Regions from separate parts of the Mus musculus genome. Here all the other regions are linked to region 2. Evidence: chromatin contacts called from public Hi-C, HiChIP or PLAC-seq and promoter capture Hi-C data. All regions are on one chromosome and are shown on one strand. Each heading gives the region's core, a stretch centred on a gene start, on an enhancer-like site or on the middle of the called end of the contact. The rest is flanking DNA. Distances are from core to core; before and after follow the strand shown. Region 1 holds the start of Ccdc65 (coiled-coil domain containing 65). Region 2 holds the start of Mcrs1 (microspherule protein 1). Region 3 holds the start of Cers5 (ceramide synthase 5). Region 4 holds the start of Fkbp11 (FK506 binding protein 11). Region 5 holds the start of Larp4 (La ribonucleoprotein domain family, member 4).

What was found. Promoter capture Hi-C pulls out the DNA fragments that hold promoters and counts their contacts. A called contact is a pair of places that touch in the nucleus more often than the background predicts. HiChIP or PLAC-seq counts read pairs in DNA pulled down with a chosen protein or histone mark.
Region 1: a Hi-C map of muscle stem cells shows a contact between it and region 2, with 4 times the contacts expected there. The contact joins the promoter of Ccdc65 here to the promoter of Mcrs1 in region 2. A contact is called at or near these places in 1 of 484 Hi-C or Micro-C datasets (muscle stem cells), 1 of 115 datasets of contacts at active chromatin or transcription factors (pancreatic cancer cells) and 1 of 9 other capture datasets (liver).
Region 3: a contact with region 2 is called in a promoter capture Hi-C map of neutrophils, with 2.9 times the contacts expected there. The contact joins the promoter of Cers5 here to the promoter of Mcrs1 in region 2. A contact is called at or near these places in 4 of 39 promoter capture datasets (liver, neutrophils and pre-B cells), 1 of 115 datasets of contacts at active chromatin or transcription factors (the 230-238 cell line) and 1 of 9 other capture datasets (pancreatic islet).
Region 4: a contact with region 2 is called in an H3K4me3 HiChIP or PLAC-seq map of bone marrow-derived macrophages, with 3 times the contacts expected there. The contact joins the promoter of Fkbp11 here to the promoter of Mcrs1 in region 2. A contact is called at or near these places in 1 of 115 datasets of contacts at active chromatin or transcription factors (bone marrow-derived macrophages) and 1 of 9 other capture datasets (adipose tissue).
Region 5: a contact with region 2 is called in a Hi-C map of cardiomyocytes, with 2.8 times the contacts expected there. The contact joins the promoter of Larp4 here to the promoter of Mcrs1 in region 2. A contact is called at or near these places in 3 of 39 promoter capture datasets (the SN4741 cell line, liver and neutrophils), 1 of 484 Hi-C or Micro-C datasets (cardiomyocytes) and 2 of 115 datasets of contacts at active chromatin or transcription factors (bone marrow-derived macrophages and pancreatic cancer cells).

Annotation. Positions count from the first base shown.
Region 1 is chr15:98,706,932-98,709,631 of GRCm38.p6, forward strand. Ccdc65 (coiled-coil domain containing 65) reads left to right here and starts at 1,263. Exons shown (of 8, transcript NM_153518.2): 1 at 1,263-1,605; 2 at 2,124-2,291. The coding sequence starts at 1,465.
Region 2 is chr15:99,250,518-99,253,217 of GRCm38.p6, forward strand. Mcrs1 (microspherule protein 1) reads right to left here and starts at 1,444. Exons shown (of 15, transcript NM_016766.3): 1 at 1,345-1,444; 2 at 1-65. 1700120C14Rik (RIKEN cDNA 1700120C14 gene) reads left to right here and starts at 1,271. Exons shown (of 3, transcript NR_045627.2): 1 at 1,271-1,484.
Region 3 is chr15:99,771,182-99,773,881 of GRCm38.p6, forward strand. It overlaps Cers5 (ceramide synthase 5), which reads right to left and starts at 1,334. Exons shown (of 10, transcript NM_028015.2): 1 at 1,002-1,334. The coding sequence starts at 1,198.
Region 4 is chr15:98,726,810-98,729,509 of GRCm38.p6, forward strand. It overlaps Fkbp11 (FK506 binding protein 11), which reads right to left and starts at 1,389. Exons shown (of 6, transcript NM_024169.4): 1 at 1,148-1,389; 2 at 874-939; 3 at 402-489; 4 at 91-124. The coding sequence starts at 1,276.
Region 5 is chr15:99,971,384-99,974,083 of GRCm38.p6, forward strand. It overlaps Larp4 (La ribonucleoprotein domain family, member 4), which reads left to right and starts at 1,397. Exons shown (of 16, transcript NM_001024526.2): 1 at 1,397-1,600. The coding sequence starts at 1,583. It overlaps 2310068J16Rik (RIKEN cDNA 2310068J16 gene), which reads right to left and starts at 1,904. Exons shown (of 1, transcript NR_028124.1): 1 at 784-1,904.

The DNA of each region.
Region 1 (2,700 bases), core at 13-2,512, 540 kb before region 2:
TTTAAGGAGCTGAAGAGGGCTGGTGAGATGGCTCAGTGGGTAAGAGCACCTGACTGCTCTTCCGAAGGTCCGGAGTTCAAATCCCAGCAACCACATGGTGGCTCACAACCTCCCTCATCTGGAGTGTCTGAAGACAGCTACAGTGTACTTACATATAAATAAATAAATCTTTTTTAAAAAAGGAGCTGAAAAGATGGCTCAGCGGTTAAGAACACTGGCTGCTCTTCCATAGATCTTGAGTTCAATTCCCATCAACTCACAACCATCTGTCATGGGGTCTGATGCCTTCTTCAGGCAAGCAGGTATACATGCAAATGAAGCACTCACACATTTAGAGAGAGAGAGAGAGAGAGAGAGAGAGAGAGAGAGAGAGAAACAAATTTAAGCTGGAAGTGATGACTCCTACATTTGATCCAAGCACTGGGGGTGGGGGATGTGGGGCGAGGCAGAAGTAGATGGATTTCTATCTATACAGTGAGTTTCTGGCCATCCAGGGCTACACTGAAACACTGTCTTAATTTTTTAGTAAGATTTATTTATGTGTATTTGCGTTTCTCTTGCATGTATATGTGTGGACCATGTGTCTACCCCATGTCCACAGAGGTCAGATGAGGGAGTCAGATCCCCTGGGACTGGAGTTATGAACAGTCATGAGCTGCCCATGTGGGTGCTAGGAACCAAACCCAGGTCTTCTGCAAGAGTGGCAAGTGCTCTTTGCCTCTGAGCCATCTCTCTATCACTAAGGAGACAATTTACAAAATATTTTTAAATATTTTATGTGTATGTGTGTTTGTGCACGTTAATGCAGCGTCCACCGAGGCCAGAAAGGCGTGTTTTGATCTCCTGAAACTGGGGTTCCAGGTGCTTGTGATCTCAGACCATTGGGCTTGGCAGTACCTCCCTTACCCAGTGAACCATCTCATTATTTGTATGTATGTGTAAGTGGTTTTGACCTGTTCTACGAAATCCGATGCTGTCTTCTGACCTCTGCAGGCACCAGGCATGCGCACGGTGCTCAGACACACACGTGGACAAACCAGGCATACACCAAATTAAAAAGTAAAATGGAAAAACTATTTGAAGACATTTATTATTTTTTTAAGAGAGACTAGGGTTCTTGATTTAAAAAAAAAAAAAAAAAAAAAAAAAGCCTACTTAAAAGAACTGACTGCGGTCCTCCGGCATGCAGGGGGCGCTGAAGTAATGCTGCCTCCCTATTTCTCACCCCGCGGTCTTAGCGAAGGTCCTTGTTGCTAGGAGACAAGATGCGTCTTTCTGTTCTCCAGCTGGGAGTCGGGTGTCGCCTGAGCACTCTTGGCGTGGAGGACAGAGGTCTAAGGCCCCATTACCTTAGCTCCAGAAGGTCCCTCCCTGTCTATGGGAAGTTTTTCTTTCTAATTCCTCACAAGTGGCTCGTAGCAGCAGGCAGAGGCTCCTTGCCCGGACCCAGTCCGCAGCCCAGCCATGTCTAAAAAAGGAAAAAAGCCCAAGTTGCCCAAGGCACCCCTGTCCGAGGAAGATCAGCTGCTTATATTTCAGCAAAAGATGCTGGCTGACGAAGAGGCAGCCAAGAAGAAAGAGAGACTCCTCACCCAGTTCTTGAAGGTGATGCTCGTCTGCAGTGTGTCCTGCCCAAACCCCCAAACCCCCAAACCCACCGCCCATGCACTGGTACCGTTGCCTGGGGTCGCGTCCTTGTGGCAGGCTCATTTTCATCCTTTCCTATCCCTCTGAAGTCCTTGGTCCCAAAATACATGGGCTTCAGACAACATTGGTTTTTGCCTAGGGCATTCTCTGTGAAACATGGGGGAGGGGAGAATTGAGTTTGGCAGTATCAACCGAGCCCCCAGAATTAGGACAGTGGATGCTGTCAGGTGTCCAAATTCAGCTGTCTTGAATTCTGAGGTTGGGTCTGGAGTGGGGTCGTTAGAAACTCTTCTCTGATGCTTCACCCTGAAGGGAACCCATTCATTGGAAACCACAAACAGGAGCCCCCGAGTGTTGGCTGCCAAGGGCTTTGTTTGTGAGAATACACGGGGACTGGTATTTTTCAGCGTGGTATCGATAGCACCGAGGTGGACCTTTCGCCTTGGCTGAAACGCATGTGATTACTCCTCCCTCAGGACAAGTTGGCCAAAGAAGAACACAACAGCGCTCTAAACCTTAATAAGATTAACACGCAGTGGAGAACCATCCTCAGGGAGGTGAAGACCAGAGAGCTTCACCAAGACATCGAGATCCTCAGCCAGACCTTTGAACGCGTGGTGGACTGTAAGGACAGCGTCATCAAGGTATGCACCCTCTCGGGCGTGGTGGCGCACACCTTTAATCCCAGTACTCGAGAGGCAGAGGCAGGTGGATTTCTGAGTTCAAGGCCAGCCTGGTCTACAGAGTGAGTTCCAGGACAGCCAGGGCTACACAGAGAAACCCTGTCTCAAAAAGACCCCCCCCCAAAAAAAAAAAGAAAGAAAGAAAGAAAGAAAGAAAGAAAGAAAGAAAGAAAAAAGAAAAGGGAAAGGGAAAAGGGAAAAAAGAAGGAAAAGGAAAAGGAAAAAGGGAAAAAAAAAAAAGTATGCACTCTCTCCAGAGAGCAGGCGGGGATGGCTTCCAGACCTTCCTAGGTAGAATGGGCCTAGTGAATTATTTATTATTTATTGTTGTTATTGCTGCTGCTGTTACTATTATTATTAATTATTATTT
Region 2 (2,700 bases), core at 194-2,693:
AGGAAGGGTCCCACAGGCTCATCCAAGGGTTCTGACCAAGCGAGCTTGGATGCTGAGAAGAGAGTCTGGGAAGGAGAGGTAAGGCTCCCTCAGGCTCGGGTTTCCAACAGGCCAAACCTACTGACTGACCAATCCCTTATCCTCGTGCACTCGTGCACCCTGTCTGAGGTAGTGGGAAGAGGCAAAAGAGCTCTACTCTCAATTGCACCTAACCATTAGTAGCTATTACCTGGTCTGATGGCTCTGACAGTTAATCCCAGCATGTGGAGGCGGAGGTAGAGGTAGAGGTAGAGGTAGAGGTAGAGGTAGAGGTAGAGGTAGAGGTAGAGGTAGAGGCAGGTGGATCTCTGTTGACTTTAAGGCCAGCCTCGTCTACAGAGCAAGCCAGGGCTATCTATATAATGGTGAGCCTCTGCTCCAAACAATAAAAACAAAAAATATAAGTAGCTATGTGGGAGTCACTGAGGCCTTTGTGTGAATGATAAAAAGATGTGGGAAAAAACGTATTAGGCTCAGAGATCTCTCTTAATTTTACCAGTGAATCCTAAATTAAGCATTTGGAACGTTAACCAGAAAGGGTCAAGGGATTCCTGACTCATTTGTTTTCCTTTGCCTGTCTACTCAAATCAGCAGCACCAGCCTGCCCCCAGGCCACAGCCTGGGAAGGTAGATGGAATCCCACTATCTCGCTACCCTTTTGCTTTCCCTTCCATTTGCAGCTTTTACTAAAGCGGGTGGTTCCTTCGGACGATTCAAACGTGGTTTGGGAACTGTATGAATACCCAGCGCTTTGGCAGCCCCGCCCCTCCTGACTCCGGCGTCTCGTAGAGCAAAGTTCTGGCTCTGCCTTTAAGGACGCTCCACGACCAGCTCCGTGGGTACCACAGAAGGGGGGTGCAGGTGTCCAGTCCCACGAGCAACTAAGGCAAAGTGCTTGCCCTCCTTCCCTTCCCTCCTCCCGACAGGGCACCCCCAAGGTGAGGGATCAGTGCAGGTCTGTTTCAGGGACTCTGGGGAGCAGTGGTAATTTAGTCAACTCTTCGGCTCCATACTACTGCATCGATCTCGCCATCTGGCTCTGAGGCCCACAGGCCGGTGGTAGCGAACCAGGACCAACTCCCAGACAATTCTCATCCCACCTCAAGCATGCCACCTGTGCGCATGCGTAACACCGCAGGCCAGAGCCTGGCCTGATCGGACTTACGCATGCGCAGATTTTTCGGGGCGATACCGGGGCGGGGCCCCAAATCTTGTTGTGGGGTTGTGCCCCGAGGCACGTTGGGAAACTCCACTTCACCCTCCAGGTCTACTCAGAACACTAGGAGACGAGTCGCGGGGTCTCACCATTCCTAGGCTGCCAGCTCCAACAATTTCTCCGCGGCGACGGCAGGAGCCGCAGGGCCAAAGCCGGCTTCCGTGAGACACATCTACTTCCGGGTTGCGAACGAAGGGTTGGACGATCTCTTCCGGTTCGTCCTGGACCCGTAAGTGGAAGGGGCGTGGCCGTGCGCCTTAGTGGAAACCATTTTGCGGGGAGCCGGAAATACAGCTTTCCCGGTTGGCAGAAGCGCTTAGGGAGGCACCAGGCAGTGTTAATTATAGGAACCGCGGAGGTTTCCGTGTTGGAAAACGCAGCGGGAGGGCGGGGCTTGTGCTGAGACCCCGCCCAGGCGACGCTGGGAGGGGCGGGGCCGCCGTGCATTCGTAATTAGCACTAACCTTGGTAGGTCTCTCTGGACCAAATCTTGTATTGTTTTATCTGCCAGTGTTTTCAGATAAGGGATTCGGTCAGGCTCTTTGCTAAGCACAGGACTGGAGGAACATGTTGGAGAGTTTGCTCTAACTGTGGCGTACAGTACGATCCCGAAAATTCCTGTCTAAGGGGGAGATGCAGGATGGTGGCCGCGTTCCTAAGGAAACACTCCTTAGAAGGAGCGGCGCCAGTTGCTTACGCCAGAAGAACTCCATCTAGACTGCTGGGGTCAGTCGTGGGTAGCCAGCAAACCAACCGAATCCTTTTCAGAGGACAGTGTTCCCTGAGGAAACTGTTTTGAAAGAAAGAACTAGTTCCCAGAGAACAGGAGACGTCCAGACTTTGGGGCCGTGAGAGATGCCCGGGAAAGCTAGGGAGACTGGGCTCTAATAGCTCTTTCATGCCTTCTTTGAGGGGCACAAAAGTGGAGCAGCTCTGGCTGGAGGAGCTTCCGGGAAGAGCGTTTGCCCAGCGTGCCTGACATCCTGAACTTAAGTGTCAAATGGACGACCCTGACAAGTTGCAAGTCTTCTCTTCATAATATACTGTTACTTATTTAACGAGCATGTATTTGCTTTATCGCTCCCAAAACAAAGTTTTCTGGTATACAGTGTGCTTGTTAGAGGTTTGTCAACTTGAAACTAGCTAGAATCTTCGCGCTCAGTTGAGAAAATGCCTCCTTCAGACTGGTTGGTAGGCAAGTCTGGGGTGTGTTTTCTTGTTTGGATAGATGTGGGAGGTCTAAGCAGTGCCTGCCTTGAGGTTCTTGCCCCAACTTTCCTCGGTAATAGACAGTGACTTGAAAGTTATGAGATGAGGGGCTGGTGAGATGGCTCAGTGGGTAAGAGCACCCGACTGCTCTTCCAAAGGTCTGGAGTTCAAATCCCAGCAACCACGTGGTGGCTCACAACCATCCATAACGAGATCTGACTCCCTCTTCTGGAGTG
Region 3 (2,700 bases), core at 84-2,583, 520 kb after region 2:
CATCTCCACACTAGAAAAGGAATTCTGGCATCAGTGTCGTGTTTGTTCTAGATAAGGTTTTTACAGAAGGCGTCTCTGCCTACGAGGAAAGTACTTCCTTGGAGTTTGAGTAAGCTTTATCAAAAACACAGCTATGATTGATCCTCATTACAGATCGCATCAGATCCTTGAAGAACAGTGTCTTTTTGGCAGCAGATAAGACTAGCCCTTTGAAGAACGGGGTGGGGGTGGGGTGGGGGGGATCTTCTGCCCAGAGCATGTAGCTGGGCAAAGTATGTTGTGAATACTACCACCTTAGAAGCTGGTTCACAAAGCTGTTTCCAATAAAGTCTCAGGCTCCATCGCCTTCAAAATGACCACTTCTCCCATCTCAGGCTTCCAAGGCCCGTTCAGCAGTTCCTCTTGACACCTTCCCCAAATGTTGGAAGCCTCAGGCTTCACCACACCCTATCCTAGCCAGACGTCTGCTGTCATACTAACACGTTCACGCGCTAACAAATCAGGGCTTGGGGCCTAACTGATCCTGTTGTTTCAAACCCCAGAAGTAAAGTAACTTTAGCAAACATTACATCTCATGCATCCACCTACGTCGCTCGGAAGCTCTGGCGCTTGCACTGAACCCACAAGCTTCCAGGACCCCAGCTAATTCTGGTTCTCCCAGGCCCTTCCCGTTCCTCTCGCCGGGCACTGCGGGAGCACGACTCACTCTTGGGTTCCTGGAGATTGGGAGGCAGCCTTCGAGAGCTCCATGCGACTCTGTGATCTGCACTTCTGAGGCCCAGCACTCCCCTCGATTCTCTCTCACTCGCCCACACCCTAGACTCGCGCGGTCTGCGCGCACGCAGGCTCCAGGGGCGCGTCGCCGGGCTCCGAGCATCCCCGCCGCGGCCCGGGCTCCCCGGCTCCCCCGCCCCGCCGCCTCGGCTTCCGGCCCTCGGTCTCCGGCCCAGGCGTCCCGCCCCTACCCCCCGCCATCCCCGGCCCCGCGCAGCAACGCTCACCGCTCAAACAGCATCCTCACGGAGAAGATGCACACTGCCAGCGGGAACACCGACAGCACGTGCTGGGCGCGCGGGTAGCCGTAGCCGTCGCCCGGGCCCTCCAGGTCCGCCCAGCTCACGTTCTGAGGCAGCCAGAAGCTCTCGCTCCACAGCCAACCCCACAGGAGGCCCAGGGTTTCCGCTGCTGCAGTCGCCATCTTACGCGCGCCCGGCGGCCACTGCCGCCACAGCCTCGGAGGCAGTCAAGGCAAAAGGAACCCGCTGGGAGGCGGCCCCGAGGCGGGGCCCGGCCTACGGCCACCCTCTTCCGTCCCTGGGTCCTCCCAGCCGCCCAGCCCGCCTCTCCCGCAAGGATGGCCTCCTCCCCGCCCATCCCGCCTTCCCGCCCACTTCTCCGTCGCAGCAGCCCAGGCCCCTCATGTGGGTCCCGGCCTCGCCCCGCGTGCCCATTTCTTCTTGGCCACGCCCACCTGTCCTGGTCACGCCCCTCACCTGCAGCCCGAGCCACGCCCAGTTTCTTTCAGCAGGTTCGACATCACCATGGTCACACCCCTACCTCAGGCTAGTTTCTCCCTTTTGGAAACACTCTTCCTAGTCCAGCAGATTCAAGTTCTTTCTGGCTCCCGGCCCGGCTATACGTTCCTGATCATCACTTACAGTCCCGGTGTCCCAGCCAGCCGGCTGTGCTGTTCATCCTAGTTGATTCCTCCTCCTCCTCCTCCTCCCCCTCCTCCTCCTCCTCCTCCTCCTCCTCCTCCTCATACTCCTCCTCCTACTCCTCCTTCTCCTTTTTTGCACTTCCTTGATCTCCACCCCCCTCCTTGGCTTTAGGCCTTAAAAGTTACCTTCACTTTTTCTCAGAGAAAACACAAGGCTTTGAAATATCTTTACATTAAAAGCCTGTAATTCCAGCCTCCACTGTAATCCCACTTGGGGCTCAGGGTCGTTCTCTGCAAGTTCAGGGCCAAAATGAACTTCATGAGACCTCCCCATCCCACCCCCATTCCCTTTTGAGTGTCTGTGGGAGGTAGTGTTTCACAGCTGACGGCTCCGCACTTGGGTGACCAAAGGGAGAGAATTGTCCCTTCCTTTTAAGACCAGTTTGCATACAGTACAGGACAAAAGGTTCCTCCTCTCCCCTCTTGAGGCAGAAGGTAATGGGGGGAAAAAAAAGCAACAAGGCAAAAGGAAAATAAATGACCGCTAGTTTTAATGACATCTGTCATGTAGCAGTTTATGAAGGAATAAACTGAAGTCCAAAGAGGCAGAATAGTTTGCCCAAAGTCATATAGACCAACAGCTGTAATTAGAAAATAATTAGAGGGGCTGGTGAGATGTCTCAGTGGGTAAGAGCACCCGACTGCTCTTCCGAAGGTCTGGAGTTCAAATCCCAGCAACCACATGGTGGCTCACAACCATCTGTAATGAGATCTGACTCCCTCTTCTGTAGTGTCTGAAGATAGCTACAGTATACTTAGATATAATAAATAAATAAATCTTAAAAAAAAAAGAAAGAAAATACTTAGACTCCAGAACTCTCATTTCCTTATCTTACAAACCACCTCAACTTTATTTTTTTATTTATTTATTGTTTCCAGCCCGCTTGGGCCCAGATCGCTTTGGCCTATTTATTTATTATATGTAAGTACACTGTAGCTATCTTCAGACACCCCCAGAAGAGGGGATCAGATCTCATTAC
Region 4 (2,700 bases), core at 139-2,638, 520 kb before region 2:
TCTACAACGTCCTGCCACTGGAGAAGGGATGACAGAGAAACCTTCTACCCGGAAAAAGGAGCAGTCAGGCCCCGGCCTTCAGATACTCACCCCACACACATGTCCAAAAGGCTCTGCTCCAGACCTTGAGGAAGAAGGCAAAACTGAACTAGAAGCTACATATCTTCCCCACAGTACCCAAGAGGAAAATCAAAGGCTCCCCGTCATCAAATGAGCTTAGCTCCACTTCTCAGACTCTCTGCCGCAGTGATGTGTGGGGCAAGAAGAGTGTTAGAAGTGGAGTCTGAGGTAGCGGGAGAGCCTTGGGATCCTTTTCATTCTAGCGGCTGTTCCAGAGCAATACAGCCGGCAAGCAAGCAAGGGCTTAGGCTAGGGAGAGGTCAGAGGCACGGGGCACATACCTGGAATCACCTGCTTTTGGCCGAGTTCTATGACCAGAGGATCTCTGGTCAGAGAAGTGTCAATAATGCGTCCATCTACCAAACTGCCCTGAAGACAAAAAAAAATGGTGGGTCTAAACCCACCATTCTTCCCACAATTTGGGACCACCCGGAAGGAAGCAACCCCTTTAACAAACTTGTGTCCTGTCCCCATCTCCTTCCACCCACCACCACCATGGGCAAGAAGGAACAGGAAGCCCCACGGGGCTGGCGCTTCTTGGAGCTCTCTCTATCCTTCTTTTCTCAGCGCTGGAGAGGAATCGGCAGAAAACAAGGAAGAAAGAGAAGCAGGCGAGAGGACGCCCCCACGTGCGGGCTGATCCTAGGACTCAAGTTCTCTAGGATAGCTTGCCACGTGTCCAAGCCAAAGCTGACGTGTTTCAGCCGGGCGCCGCCCCTCCCAGGCCACGCCCCGGACCCCCAAGCCCCTCACCGTGTAGTGTATGTGGAGCGTGTCTCCAATGGCAGCAGATTCCGTGCACGATTCAGGGGGCTGCACCTACGATCAGACTACAAGGGTCAAGGCTGCTCCTCCTAAGCTCCTCTGGAGACCCAGCACCTTTTCCCCCAACTCAGTTCCTTCGCTTCTTTCCTCTTCACTCTCACAGGACCATTTAGAGTCCCAGGCTTCCCCGCGATCCCTGGCCGTAAAGGGGAACGGCGGGACATGGGGTGGGGGGAGGGGAGTGGCACCACAGTCTCCTCACCAGGGTCTCCACTTGGAGGGTCCGGACAGGACTTTCGGTTTCTGGCCCAGCCTCAGCCCGGCACACCGCCCCACTGAACAGTAGCAGCAGTAACAGCTGGAGTGGTAGGAGCAAAGGGCTCAGGGTCATGATTGGACCGGGTCAGAGCACCAGGATACCAGGGCAGGCTGTTCGGGTGCACGCGACCAGGACGGGTTCCCTCACTCCAGGCCAGACTGGTATGGGCGGGTTTTCAAGGCGCTAGCTCCTCCTCCTCCTCCTCTTGCAGCCCTCCCTCCACTTTGTCCCCACCTCCTAGAGGGGAAGAGACTGCAGAATTCCCTAACCTGTGATGGAGGTCGCGGATGGTGACCCATCTAACAGTCTTTCTGACCCATGACGACGGCTGGATCATGTAATAGCACATATTTGCCATTACCAACTGTAAAGAGGGGCGTTCGTTTGTCTCTAACCTGCGAATGGCCAGGAAAGGGAGGCACACACTTGTCCCCATTTCATAGCTAGGGCACTTGCCCAAGGTTAACATGGCAACTGGTGACAGTACTCAAGCACAGGGCTAGCATTTGTGCTCTGCTCGGTCTTCTAAGATCTGTCCCTTTCCACTAAGCCCAGAGGCAGGTGTCCAAGTCGGCTGACCCTTCACACTCCTGTTCATTCTGCTCTCGGGTATGTCCAGAAAGAGCTGGCGGCTTCTCCAGCCTCCTGTCTTGGGAAGCATTACGGGGCATCTTCCTGTAAAAAGTGATCCATCACAGATCTTCTCCTACCAGCAATGGCGTTTCCTTCCTGTTTTCCACAAATCCTTTTCACAACAGCAGCACGGACACCAGTCTTGTGTTTATGCAAGGACTTCAGTTTTTAAAGGGGGCTCAAGTAATTTTAGGCAGCCTTACCAGTTTCGAATTTCATGGTCTGAACACTCACTGACAACCTAAGCTGTGGTACCCAGCTCCTGGTCACTCACTCAAAGGCTGTCTGGCATGGTGTCCTTCCATACCATATTTATTCTCAGGCTGTTTCTTGGTTCGTTGTCTTCTTTAGCATTGATACCGGTTGTAAACACAATTCCACCTGTGTGTCTGGCCAGCAGCTCAGACTACACACACACACACCCAACACACACTTCCTCTTATTTGGAAGAACCTGACCTCCCTGACCTGGCTGTCTTGGTGGTTCTCCTGTACCGACATTCTGAGATTTCTTCCATCTCTAATACCCAACCAGTTTCCTTTGGGATTTCCTCTTCCAGCCCCATTAGCGAGTGCCTCCATATATAATGCTATCATTCTAATTAAGCTCTCATGTTCTCTGGGGGTGGCTTTGTGGTATTGGGGATCCAGTCCAGGCAGGGCTCTGCTCATACCTGGCAAGCGCCTTAGTTAACACCCCTAACCCAGGAATTATTTTTTAAATGCTCATTGTCAGAGGCTGGATAGATGGCTCAGTGCTTAAGAGAGTTTGCTGCTCTTCCAAAGACCAATTCCCTGCACACACATCAGATGGCTCAAAAAGTCTGTAACTCTAGCTCCAAGGACTCCAATGCCCTCGTCTAG
Region 5 (2,700 bases), core at 147-2,646, 720 kb after region 2:
TGGTCTAACCTTTTTTGTTAAGAGCACTGGTTGCTTTTGTTGAGGACTCAGGTTCAGTTCCCAGGCATGCAGGAGGGAGCATATACATGCCTGCAGGCAAAGAGCCATATGTATAGAATGAAAATAAATTTTTAAGAAAGATAAAGAGGGCTGGGCATGGTGGCACACACCTTTAATCTCAGCACTCGGTGGGGGTGGGGGTGGGGGTGCACAGGCAGGCGGATTTCTGAGTTCTAGGCCAGCCAGGTCCACAAAGTGAGTTCTAGGACAGCCAAGATCTACACAGAGAAACCCTGTCTCAAAGTGGGGAAAAAAAAAAAAAAAAAAAACAAGAAAACAAGCAAGAGTTGATGAAATGAAAACATCACTTTAAGGTGTTGTTCCAGCATTCAGGTGGCAGATAGGTAGATCTCTGTGAGTTCAAGCCAGCCTGGTCTACAAAGTGAGTTCCGGGAACAACCTAGTCTACACAGAAACCCTGTCTCAAAAAAACGGAAACACACACACACACAAATATATATATGTAAATTTTTTATTTTTTTGTTTTTTTTGAGACAGAGTTTCTCTGTGTAGCCCTGGCTGTCCTGGAACTCCCTCTGTAGACCATGCTGGCCTTGAATTCAGAAATCCGCTTGCCTCTGCCTCCCAAGTACTGGGATTAAAGGCGTGTGCCACCACGCCCGGCTCATGTTTTTTTAAATTAAAAAAAAAAAAAGTGTTTGAAACTGGAGCAATAGAGACTGGTAGAGGAAGAATAACTCTAGTAAAAATAATTAAATATTTGTATACTATTTTATTTGACTATGAAAACATAATAAAGAAGAGATCTAGGCTAATTATTTTTAGTAGAGCATTAAGCATCACAGCGGAGCATCATTATGTTAATGAGACCTGATTCCGAGGGGCTTGGGCTAAAGTTTTATCAAAGTTGTAGCGAAAGGAATCTGACTGTTCCAGCACTCCTCCAACAATACATTCATAGGGTCTTAAGATTAACTTATGCAAAATGCTTAGTAAAGTACAAGCACTGAGTAGCTGAAGAGTATCTTAGCTCCCTCTTCAGCTTTTTTTTTTTTTTTTCTAATGAGGGGCGGGAGGAGCCAGTACGTCATCAGCAGGGGCGGGTGCACTCGGTCGCTTTTTAATCGGACCTAGGTTTTTAACCACGAATCTGCGCAAGGGTTAGCAGTGCGGTGTCAGCTTTTTGGTAGAAAGTACAAATGCTTTAGTGAGCGTTTTGCACAGCCCGGCGCGGCCTCCCGGGCGTCGACCCACACGCGACACGTACCACACACTTTCGCCTTCGCCGCCACAGACGAGCCTGCCGGAGCGAAGCACGCACAGGGGCGGGCAGGCCCTCCGCCCCCGGAAGCAGTTTTCCTCCAGAACCGGAAACAGTTGTTGCTTCCCGGGAGGAGGGACTGGGCGGGTCAGGGCGCAGCGGCTGACGGCGGGGGAGGAGCCGGGTCCACTGCCGGGTGGAGGGGCAAGGCGAGTGTCCTTATCCTACCGACCGGGGCCCGGGCCTGGGAGCCAGTTGGAGTCGCGGCAGCGTGAACGATCGGGCCGAGCGGAAGCAGACATGTTGCTCTTCGTTGAGGTGAGTGGCTCGGGTCGCCCGGTCGGGCTCTGAGAAGAGCCGGAGTGTTCGGGGCGCGGGCCGGTCCCACCGCCATGTGACTTTCCAGGCCGTCCACGCCGCGGAGCCCGACGAGAGGCTGACACAGCACCTGGGCCGTGCAGGCCGTGCAGCCCCGCTGTGCCCTCCGCAGGCCCGAGGAGCCTGTGTGGGTCGAGGCCCCCGGCGGCAGGGAAAGGGAAGGCGGCGCGTCGGGGGCTGGGCTGAGGTGGCGTGAGGAGCCGAGGGAGCCGAGGGTGTCCCATATGGAGCTCCTGAAGGAGGCGAGCGGGCGGGCGGGCGGCGGGGGCGGAGCCTGCGGAGAAAGGGCGATCAGGTGGGCGCGCTGGGGGTGAGCGAGGCCTCGCGGGGCCGCCTGGGACGGAGCGAGCAACATGTGGGAGCGCGGGAGAAGGGGAACTGCGGGCGCGGTGGGGTTTTGTCTCGCTAACTGGGGAGGGGCGTGTTGTTGTTGTTTTTTTTTTTTTTTAAGAGAGTAGAAAGCTCGCCCGCTCCCCCCACCTCCGGACCCCCCAAGCTGCACCAAAATTTTGTTGGGTTGCGTCCGCCGGCTCTGGAACGTTCGAGGGGGGTGCGGGGGGAGAAAGCGAGCTGGTGCGAACGGCGAAGCCCCACAGGGGTCGGAAGCCTTGAAAGGCACCGCTCTGACCTTTTGTAAAAGTTACTCGGGCTGCGGCTGCGTGGTGCGGGTTGATTCCGCGAACCTGTTCGGGGCCAGTTACAAGGAAAATTGCAAAGGAGGAGAGAAACTTAGGTGAAGCCGGGGTTTTGTGGTGGTGTTGGATCGGTGGAAATACCGTTTCTATTGGACCGTCTACCGTCCGCCTGTTTGAGATTTCAAGGTAGTGATTACCTGTCTTAGACAAATAATGAAGTTTAATTTCTCTCGTTTCTGCCCGGTTGTGTTGAGTGAGCATCAGCTGACTGCCTGGCAAATGCTTTGAGTAGATTCCAGATCATATTGTTCTTACATTGTGAAAACGTCAATCCAGCAAAGCTGCAACTTTGCAACTTGGCATTTGTTAACTATGCCCATAAAAAGAATCTTTTCATGAGAGACG